Linked DNA regions of Mus musculus: region 1 is linked to region 2. Evidence: chromatin contacts called from public Hi-C data. All regions are on one chromosome and are shown on one strand. The core of a region is the stretch at or near the end of the contact, and the rest is flanking DNA. Distances in the headings are between cores, read along the strand shown.

The links. A called contact is a pair of places that touch in the nucleus more often than the background predicts.
Region 1: a contact with region 2 is called in a Hi-C map of cerebellum, with 5 times the contacts expected there. The contact joins two enhancer-like sites. A contact is called at or near these places in 2 of 484 Hi-C or Micro-C datasets (both in cerebellum).

The regions. Positions count from the first base shown.
Region 1 is chr11:32,954,610-32,958,496 of GRCm38.p6, forward strand. No RefSeq gene overlaps it. Among named protein-coding and RNA genes, the nearest start is that of Gm12111, 30 kb to the left of the region's middle. Within about 2 kb of position 2,567, at least 4 of the 459 cell types and tissues checked have an H3K27ac peak or open chromatin away from gene starts, as enhancers often do. A contact at or near this core is called in cerebellum, where this site is marked.
Region 2 is chr11:32,587,899-32,591,784 of GRCm38.p6, forward strand. Stk10 (serine/threonine kinase 10) reads left to right here. Exons shown (of 19, transcript NM_009288.2): 6 at 858-1,052; 7 at 1,512-1,593. Among named protein-coding and RNA genes, the nearest start is that of Fbxw11, 53 kb to the right of the region's middle. Within about 2 kb of position 2,128, at least 5 of the 459 cell types and tissues checked have an H3K27ac peak or open chromatin away from gene starts, as enhancers often do. A contact at or near this core is called in cerebellum, where this site is marked.

The DNA.
Region 1 (3,887 bases), core at 1,317-3,816, 370 kb after region 2:
AGTACACACACACACACACACACACACACACACACACACACATGGTTACTTTAATTTCATGTCTTCCATTGGTAAGAAACAGTGCTCACTGAAGTGAAGAAACAAGAATCCTTATAAAATTATTGCTGGAGTTGGAGAGGTGGCTCAGCAGTTAAGATCACCAGCTGCTCTTCTACAGGACCTGGGCCTGATTCCCAGCACCTATTCGGAAGCTCGAAATGATTCGTGGCTCCAGCTACAGTGGATCCAAACCTTTGTCTGGTCTCCACTGGCACCAGGTATGCACATGGTCCCCAGGCATGCATTCCAGCAAACACCATATACATAAAATAACATAATTTAAAATTTAAATGTAAAGGACTTGCCACTAGCCACAGATGATCAAGTCCTTCAGTCACCATATGCTAGAACTTAACCCCTTTCACAGCAGTGTCCAGATGTGGGAGCTCTGACATTTAAAAAAAAAAAAAAAGCCTGCAAAGGAGATGAGATGAGAGTCTTGAAGATGAGTTATGCAGCGGTGTGTGTGGCATCAGAAGTTGGCAAGGACCAACAGAGAACAACCGTAGAGCATCTTACCAAACTACACGAGAAGTTGCCAGCAAACTCCATGTGGACTTTTGGACAGGGGGTTGGTATTTGAAGCAAATTGTAAAGATGAGACAGCTGGATAAATGGCCTCCTCAAAACAGAACAAACAAAATGACCGTCTTGAATTGTCACCCTCTCTTATTCTATGAAGCAACAATAAACCCTTTCCCAGTAAGAGCACACTATGCAATAGAAGCTGGACTGGATATAACTGGGTATGCCCAGCTCAGTGGCTAGGCTGAGGAGACACCCCCGCCCCTGCCCCCCAACCACTTCTCAAAGTCAAGATTACACCCAGCAAAGGTCATGGTCATGTGAATAGTGAACCTGAAGAAGCGAGCATCTCTGCAGTAGGACCCAGAATCCTTGGGAATACGCCTGGGAGTGGCACACAGTCAGGAGGCAGTTTGTTTCCAGGCTTTTCAGAGGTCATCTTAGATCTCTGTGCTGCTCTGACTGGGAATGGCCCCGTAGGTTCATATAGTTGAATAGATGCTTCTCAGCTGGTGGAAGGGTCAGGAAGTATGGTCTTGGATAAGATGTGTGACTGGGGACAGGTGTTGAGGTTTCAAAAGACTTGTGCTGTACCCTTTGGTTTTTTTGTCTCTCTGTCTGCCTCTCTCTCTCTCTCTCTCTCTCTCTCTCTCTCTCTCTCTCTCTCTCTCTCTTTCTCTCTCTTTCTCCCTTTAGTGCCTGCAGATCAAGATCTGACCTCTCAGCTGTTGCTCCTGCTGTTTCTGCCACCATGGATCTTAGCTTTGAATCTCTAGTTTTGTGTATTTAACTTGGAACAGCCATTGAAAGGCTAGACAGAGACCACTGATGGGAGTGCCTTAAGGGACAGTAAAACATAGCTGGGGGATTTCTTGGGGAATAGAAGGACATAGGTGGGAGACACTTTGGGGTATAGTAGAATGTAGGTGGTAGAAATGCCTTAGGCAGTGGTTCTCAGATCTTAGACCCTCACAGGAGTCACATACCAGCTATCTCTCTGGTGGTGCTCATCTGTAATCTCAGACAGAGGATGACACAAATTCAAGTCCAGTGTAGTTTACATGGTAGGCTCAGCTAGAGCTACATAATAAGGCCCTGTCTCAACACAAAATGCCCATGAGTGTGGAGAAGGCAATGAAGGCCAACAGGCACCTGCTGTGCATCCTGCCCTAAAGGTAGGACCAGGTCTGTGCAGAGCAAAGCTGCGTGGCTGCTGTTCCCAGCCCAAGGGATAGGGATGGATGGGGTTTGCTTTTTGGCAGGAAAGAAGCTGAAAAGTTGACCAAAACTCTGTGGAGAGTGGAGAATGAAGATCCTGGTATGTCTCACTGTGCTAAATGTGTGTGTGTCAGGCCACTGCATCAGTAAGAGCAGGCGATGAATCTGAGGGAGGGAACCAAGCACTCTCTCCCTCTCCCTCTCCCTCCCTCCCTCCCTTTCTTCTCTCTGTAGTGGCTCTGTATTTGCAGCCACAAGCTTGGCATGCCGGCCCATCTTCTCTCTGTCTGCAGGGTCTGCTGCAGATGGGTGAGCCCGCACTGTGCAGCTCCTAAGACTTCTATGCACATCCCGTCCACAATCAGCATAGTCCTCTGGTTTTATATTCATTATGCTCTAGGCACTGTCATAATTGTATATAACTGTTTCTAAAGGTGGTAGGGCTCCCCATTTTACAGATAAGAAAACTGGGGTCTAAGGCTATGCGGTGCTCCTGATGAAGCCAGCTTGAGTCTCAAATGTGTCAATTCCAAAGCTGTGTTCTTTCCACATGCAGCCTTACACTCATTTATTTACCCTGGTTTTCCACATAGGTAAGTGGGAGAAAGCTGTTCACTAGAACCCCGCGGCTGCCCCTCAGGATAGATGTCCACTGGAGCCACCAAAATGTCCACTTCTGGCCAGAATTGGTCCCTGGACTCTGATTGCTCTAGCTGGGCTGGGATCTCCTGCACACAGGCTCCCCCTTATGGAAACAAGGGACATTCCCGTGCCTTGGATGTGACTGGGGACCAGATGCTGGGAAGGGCCCATGCTGCGCTCACCCAGTCTGGTGCCTGGAACCAGCTCCTTAGCCTACTAACAGCTCTGTGCTTCAGGCTTGCAAAGTGTGCGTGGCCCTTTCCCTACCGCCCATTGGAAGATGCAGTCTTGATCCATACGTGGTGGGATATTGGTAAATATGTAGCAGAAGCTGGCAAAGCCCTGTGGAGAACGGATGGTATCTACAACGAGTGACCTTCTCAGGGAGACTTCTCTTGTCTAGACATCAAAAGGAAAGCATTCTTTATGTATAACACACACACACACACACACACACACACACACACACACACACACACACCACATGCACAATATGCTGAATTCATTTCTTAGAATGGCTGAGAACTGCTTTCTAATCACAGAGCATGAGGCTAGTCTCGCACTCTCTGTGAGCCTCAGTGCCTCTTTCTGCAAAATGGGAGCAATGATGGTTATAGCCAAGATGCCCCCGCAAGGCTTGGGTCACATTTATCCACCCCTTTAGGTCCCAAGGAAATGTGGTAATCCTAGTGCTCACAGTGTTATAGCTGGGCTACATTATGGCCCTCGTGGCCTTTGCTTGTTAATTTAGTCATTTAAGGCTCTGCTTACTGAACACACCACCACCACCATGTGCCAGGCCCAGCCACCAGCAAACTCAATTCACCTCAACAGCTATCTCTATATTGCTAACAACTAGCCTTCGGATCCAGTAGGTAGGAGCCTGGGAAATGTTTCATTCCAACTGTAGGGAAAGGGAAGAGGGGACAAAGAGAGGTTAGACTGGCTGCACTCATGCCCCTCCTCTGTCACTGTGACCCCTCTTCCACAAGCCTTATTGTACCTTCAGCAAGAGAAGCGTTGGTGAGGTGCAGCCCACTGACAGGAAAGCTTGGTCTGGGTCAGACGACATCCTTGATCCAGCTGATGTTTGTCTGTCCCTGAAGACTCTCCTGCTCTATGGTACCCCACAGGGTCATTTTGCCTGTCCTTTTAGACCTCAAGTCACTGTCTTTGCTTCACCCAGTAAAGACCAGGCTCTGGCATCGAAACCTCAGTTTCCCTTTCTAAAGCATAGCCTATAAAAGGGCCCCTGGGGCTTGAATAAGCATCCCACTATGAAGCCATTGAAGGAGCTCAGCGGGACAGGGCCTCATCAGAGCCCTCCACAGATGGGTGGCCTTGTTGCTGACACTGTGCACCCTCAGGGGAGGGGCAGCCCTGTGAAGAGATTCCTGAGAGATGGCCAGGGGGCAGTTAAAAAGAGAAATCTTATTATAGGC
Region 2 (3,886 bases), core at 878-3,377:
GGGCCCCACCTTCCCACACCTGCAGTGCATCCATTCAGGCTCAGGCATCCAATCTCCGGCTTATGCATCCAGGCTCAGGCTCAGACATCCAGGCTTAGGCTGCAGGAATCCAGGCTCAGGCTGCAGGCATCCAGGCTCAGGCTGCAGGCATCCAGGCTTAGGCATCCAGCCTCAGGCTGCAGGCATCCAGGCTCAGGCATCCAGCCTCAGGCATCCAGGCTGCAGGCATCCAGGCTCAGGTTGCAGGCATCCAGGCATCCAGGCTCAGGCTGCAGGAATCCAGCCTCAGGCTGCAGGAATCCAGCCTCAGGCATCCAGGCTGCAGGCATCCAGGCTCAGGCTGCAGGCATCCAGGCTGCAGGCATCCAGGTGGCACCCCAAGCCCAAGCTCTCACTCAGTTTCACACCTGATTACTTTGTGTTCTGTTTTTACAACTGGCCATGGTGTTCAGCCCCTTCCTTGCTTGCTTACTACTCTTAACTCTTTCTCTCCCACCCCTCCCGTTATTCCTTTCTCTTCTCTCCCATCCCCCTTTCTCTCTGTGATGTCCTGTTCTGTCTACCCCACTGTCCTACCTTGTTTGTTTTTTGCTGGAACCTTCGCCCCTCTGCCCTCACCCACCTGCCCCTTCCCCAGGACTCTGTTCTGGATGGCTGCTGCCACCTTGTGGCGGGCTCCAGGAACTGCAGCGGGCCGAGACCCTTGAGGAAGACAATAGGATGCCAGTAATTCAAATCATGGCTTCAAATACTGCCAAACCTCCAGTGTGGTGCTGGTGGTGTTCGAGACGCTGAAGCTACGAGCGGCATCCTCAGGGGCCCAATTCTTAGCCCTTATTGTTCCTTGGTTGGCTCAGGATGGCCCCTGAGGTGGTGCTGTGTGAAACCATGAAGGACGCCCCCTATGACTACAAGGCTGACATCTGGTCCTTGGGCATCACGCTGATCGAGATGGCGCAGATCGAGCCCCCACACCACGAGCTCAACCCCATGCGGGTCCTGCTCAAGATTGCCAAGTCGGACCCTCCTACCCTGCTTACACCCTCCAAGTGGTAAGGAGAGCTGTGTAATCCTGGAGGGTCGGAAGCCACTCCAGAGACGTGTGGTGCTGGGTCTGCGTGTGCACAGTGGACTCTAAAGTCGGGGATGGGGGGAACGGAGGAGAGGGCCACCTCCAGGCCTTTCTGAACTGCCCTCCTGAACTATACAAAACCTTAGACACGAGAGCAAGGCCAGTTAGCCAGGACGAGATCCCGTTATGTCCCGGAACATATTGAATAGGATCAGAGCCCAATCAGCCACATGGCCAGGCTGGGAATGGGGACTTAGGTTTAGATTCTGACACTGCCATGCTCATTCCCATCCTGCTTATGTTCCTTTTAGACGTCTGTGTCCTGGACAGTGGTGTGCATGATAAGAAGGCTGTCCCATGGACCCTGTCTCCACACACCCAGCCCTGGGCGTGCGGTGCCCGGGCTGTGGCTCACTCCTTACTTACGCCTGTCCTCCAGGTCTGTGGAGTTCCGAGACTTTCTGAAGATAGCCTTGGATAAGAACCCAGAAACCCGGCCCAGTGCTGCACAGCTGCTGCAGGTGAGGGAGATTCGTTGCATTGTTCCTCAGAGGCACCGGCAAGGTCAAGTTCTTAGCCGGCTGTGAGGTACGGTGCCCAATGTGAGGAATGCTCCATGTGTCCGGTGAACTCAGATGTGGTGGCTCACACCTCTAAGTCCAGCACCTGGGACAGACACAAGGTTTTGCATAGAGGCAAGAGGATCACTGCAAGTTTAAGGCCAGCCAGGAGCTTAGCAAGTTCCAGGCCAGCCAGAGCTGTTATGTAGAGAGACCCTTTCTCAAAAAGAAAAACAAAACAGAAGTGGATCCATCGCATGGGAGATTCTGACTTTCCTTCCACACTTCTGGTTCAAAATCAAATGTGTGGCCTTCCTCAAGGCCCACTTTCAGCATGGCGTGTTTGTTTGGGAGACGGAGCTGCTGTAAGGTGCAAAGGCCCCAAGCCTCTTGGGACCGGTTGCTTCCTGTAAATGGCACCTCCCGTGCCAGGGTATCCGGCCTGCCTGACATGGTCAGGGCAGAGACCAGCTGTCACCCGGAGCCTTGGCAGGAGCCAGGAATTCCACTTCCTAGCTGAAGCAGTGTCTGCCAGGGGATTCTCAGTGCGCAGTGGAAGAGCACAGGGCAGAGGGGGCGGGAGGAGGTCTGCCTCAGTTTACCCAGGTGCCCTCAAATGGGCTGGGGCTTCTCCAGTACCTCTTAAAATGTAGGGTGGGAGGGATACAGGGGTCTGCCAGACCTGAGGACAGTGGGCTCAAAGGGGAAGTCCTTGCCCAAGGTCATCTGGTTGGAATGGCAGCTTGGGGCACATCTTGGCTGTGGGCACCTCAGCCCTGTATCTGCTAATCCCTGTCCTTTTGTATCCTGTGTGGCCAAGCCACCGAAACTTACTAGAGCTGGTGGCTCAGTCATTCGTCTGCACAATTGTCCCTGGCCAGTGTCCTGCTGCAGTTGGTAACCTGGATCTGAAATTAGGGAGGGGTGTGAGGAGTTCCCTCTGTGCCTCCGTTTCTCCCTTGGTCGGGTAGGTAGCCAGGAAGTCTGTGTGTGGCGGACCCTGCTCACTAACAGTTCAGCGGCAGTTTTCATGGATTGGAGGTAGCAGGGAGCTCAGGATTGTCACTCATCATGCCGGGGCTAGCACCTTCTTTCTTGACAACTCCCACTCCCACCCTCACCCCTACCCCCACCCCCACAGCCAACGGCTCACTCCCTGTCTGCCGTGTTCACCTAGCACAATTGATGACTGTGGTGAGCTCTGGGCTCTCTGTTCCTTCTGTTTGCTGGAATGATCACAGCCAGCCTGTGGGGGCCCCTGGCTTCGTGCCTCAAGTTCAGTCCCTGAACTTGACCTGACCCCAGACCTTTGTCTCTGCATATCTCTGGATGCTCAGAGCCACTTGAGCCTCAGCCCCCTCCTCAGGTGCATTCTGCAATGGCTGCCCATCTCGTCCCTGGCAGCCTGGCACTCTCTCTCATTCTCCACCCCTCTCTCATCATGAGTACGATTCCCTCTGCCTTCAGAACAGGCCCAGAATGCACCACCTCCATGCGGCCACTCTCGGAGCTGCCTCGCCATTCACTCAGATAATGGCTACCTTACTGGTTCTGCCACTCCCCGAGTCAAACTCTGTAAACAGATTCCAGTCTTCCCTCTAAACAGAGCCCTCGTTAGCATGGCTAGTACTTGCCCTTCTTGCTGCAGAGACAACACCCAGTAAAAGGATCGTAGAGGAGGGATTCATTTCTGGCTCCTTGTTGTGGAGGATCTCAGTCCATCATGGTGGGCCAGGCTACTGGTCAGGTGTGTGGTGTTATTTTGAAAGCTGTGGAACCCTTAGGGGTACAGCATGGCTGGGATACTAGAGGCGTCCCTTGAAAGGGACACCCATTTATGGTGCCACTCTCTGACTCTAGCTGCCATGCAAACAGCTCCCTATGTGCTGCCACAGCCAAGACCAGAGGCGCCTCCAGCACAAGGTCACACAGCTGTCAGGGACAGCTCCTGTCCTCATTCTAGTGACTTGGCCACTCTGGAAGCTGCTTTTAATAAGTGGAGGAAAGGAAAAAAAAAGTCCAAAGCAGGGATGGAGAGATGGTTTAGTGGTTAAGAGCACTGGTCTCTTATCTAGAGGACGCAGGTTCAATTCCTGGCGCTCACAGGATAGCTCACAACTGTCTATAACCCCAGTCCCATAGGATCCATTGCCCTCTTCTGGCCTCTACAGCCACTGCATGTGCATAGTGCACACACAACACCTGTACTCGTAGAACAGAAATAAAGTTTTTTAAAATAATAATTAAGAAGAAA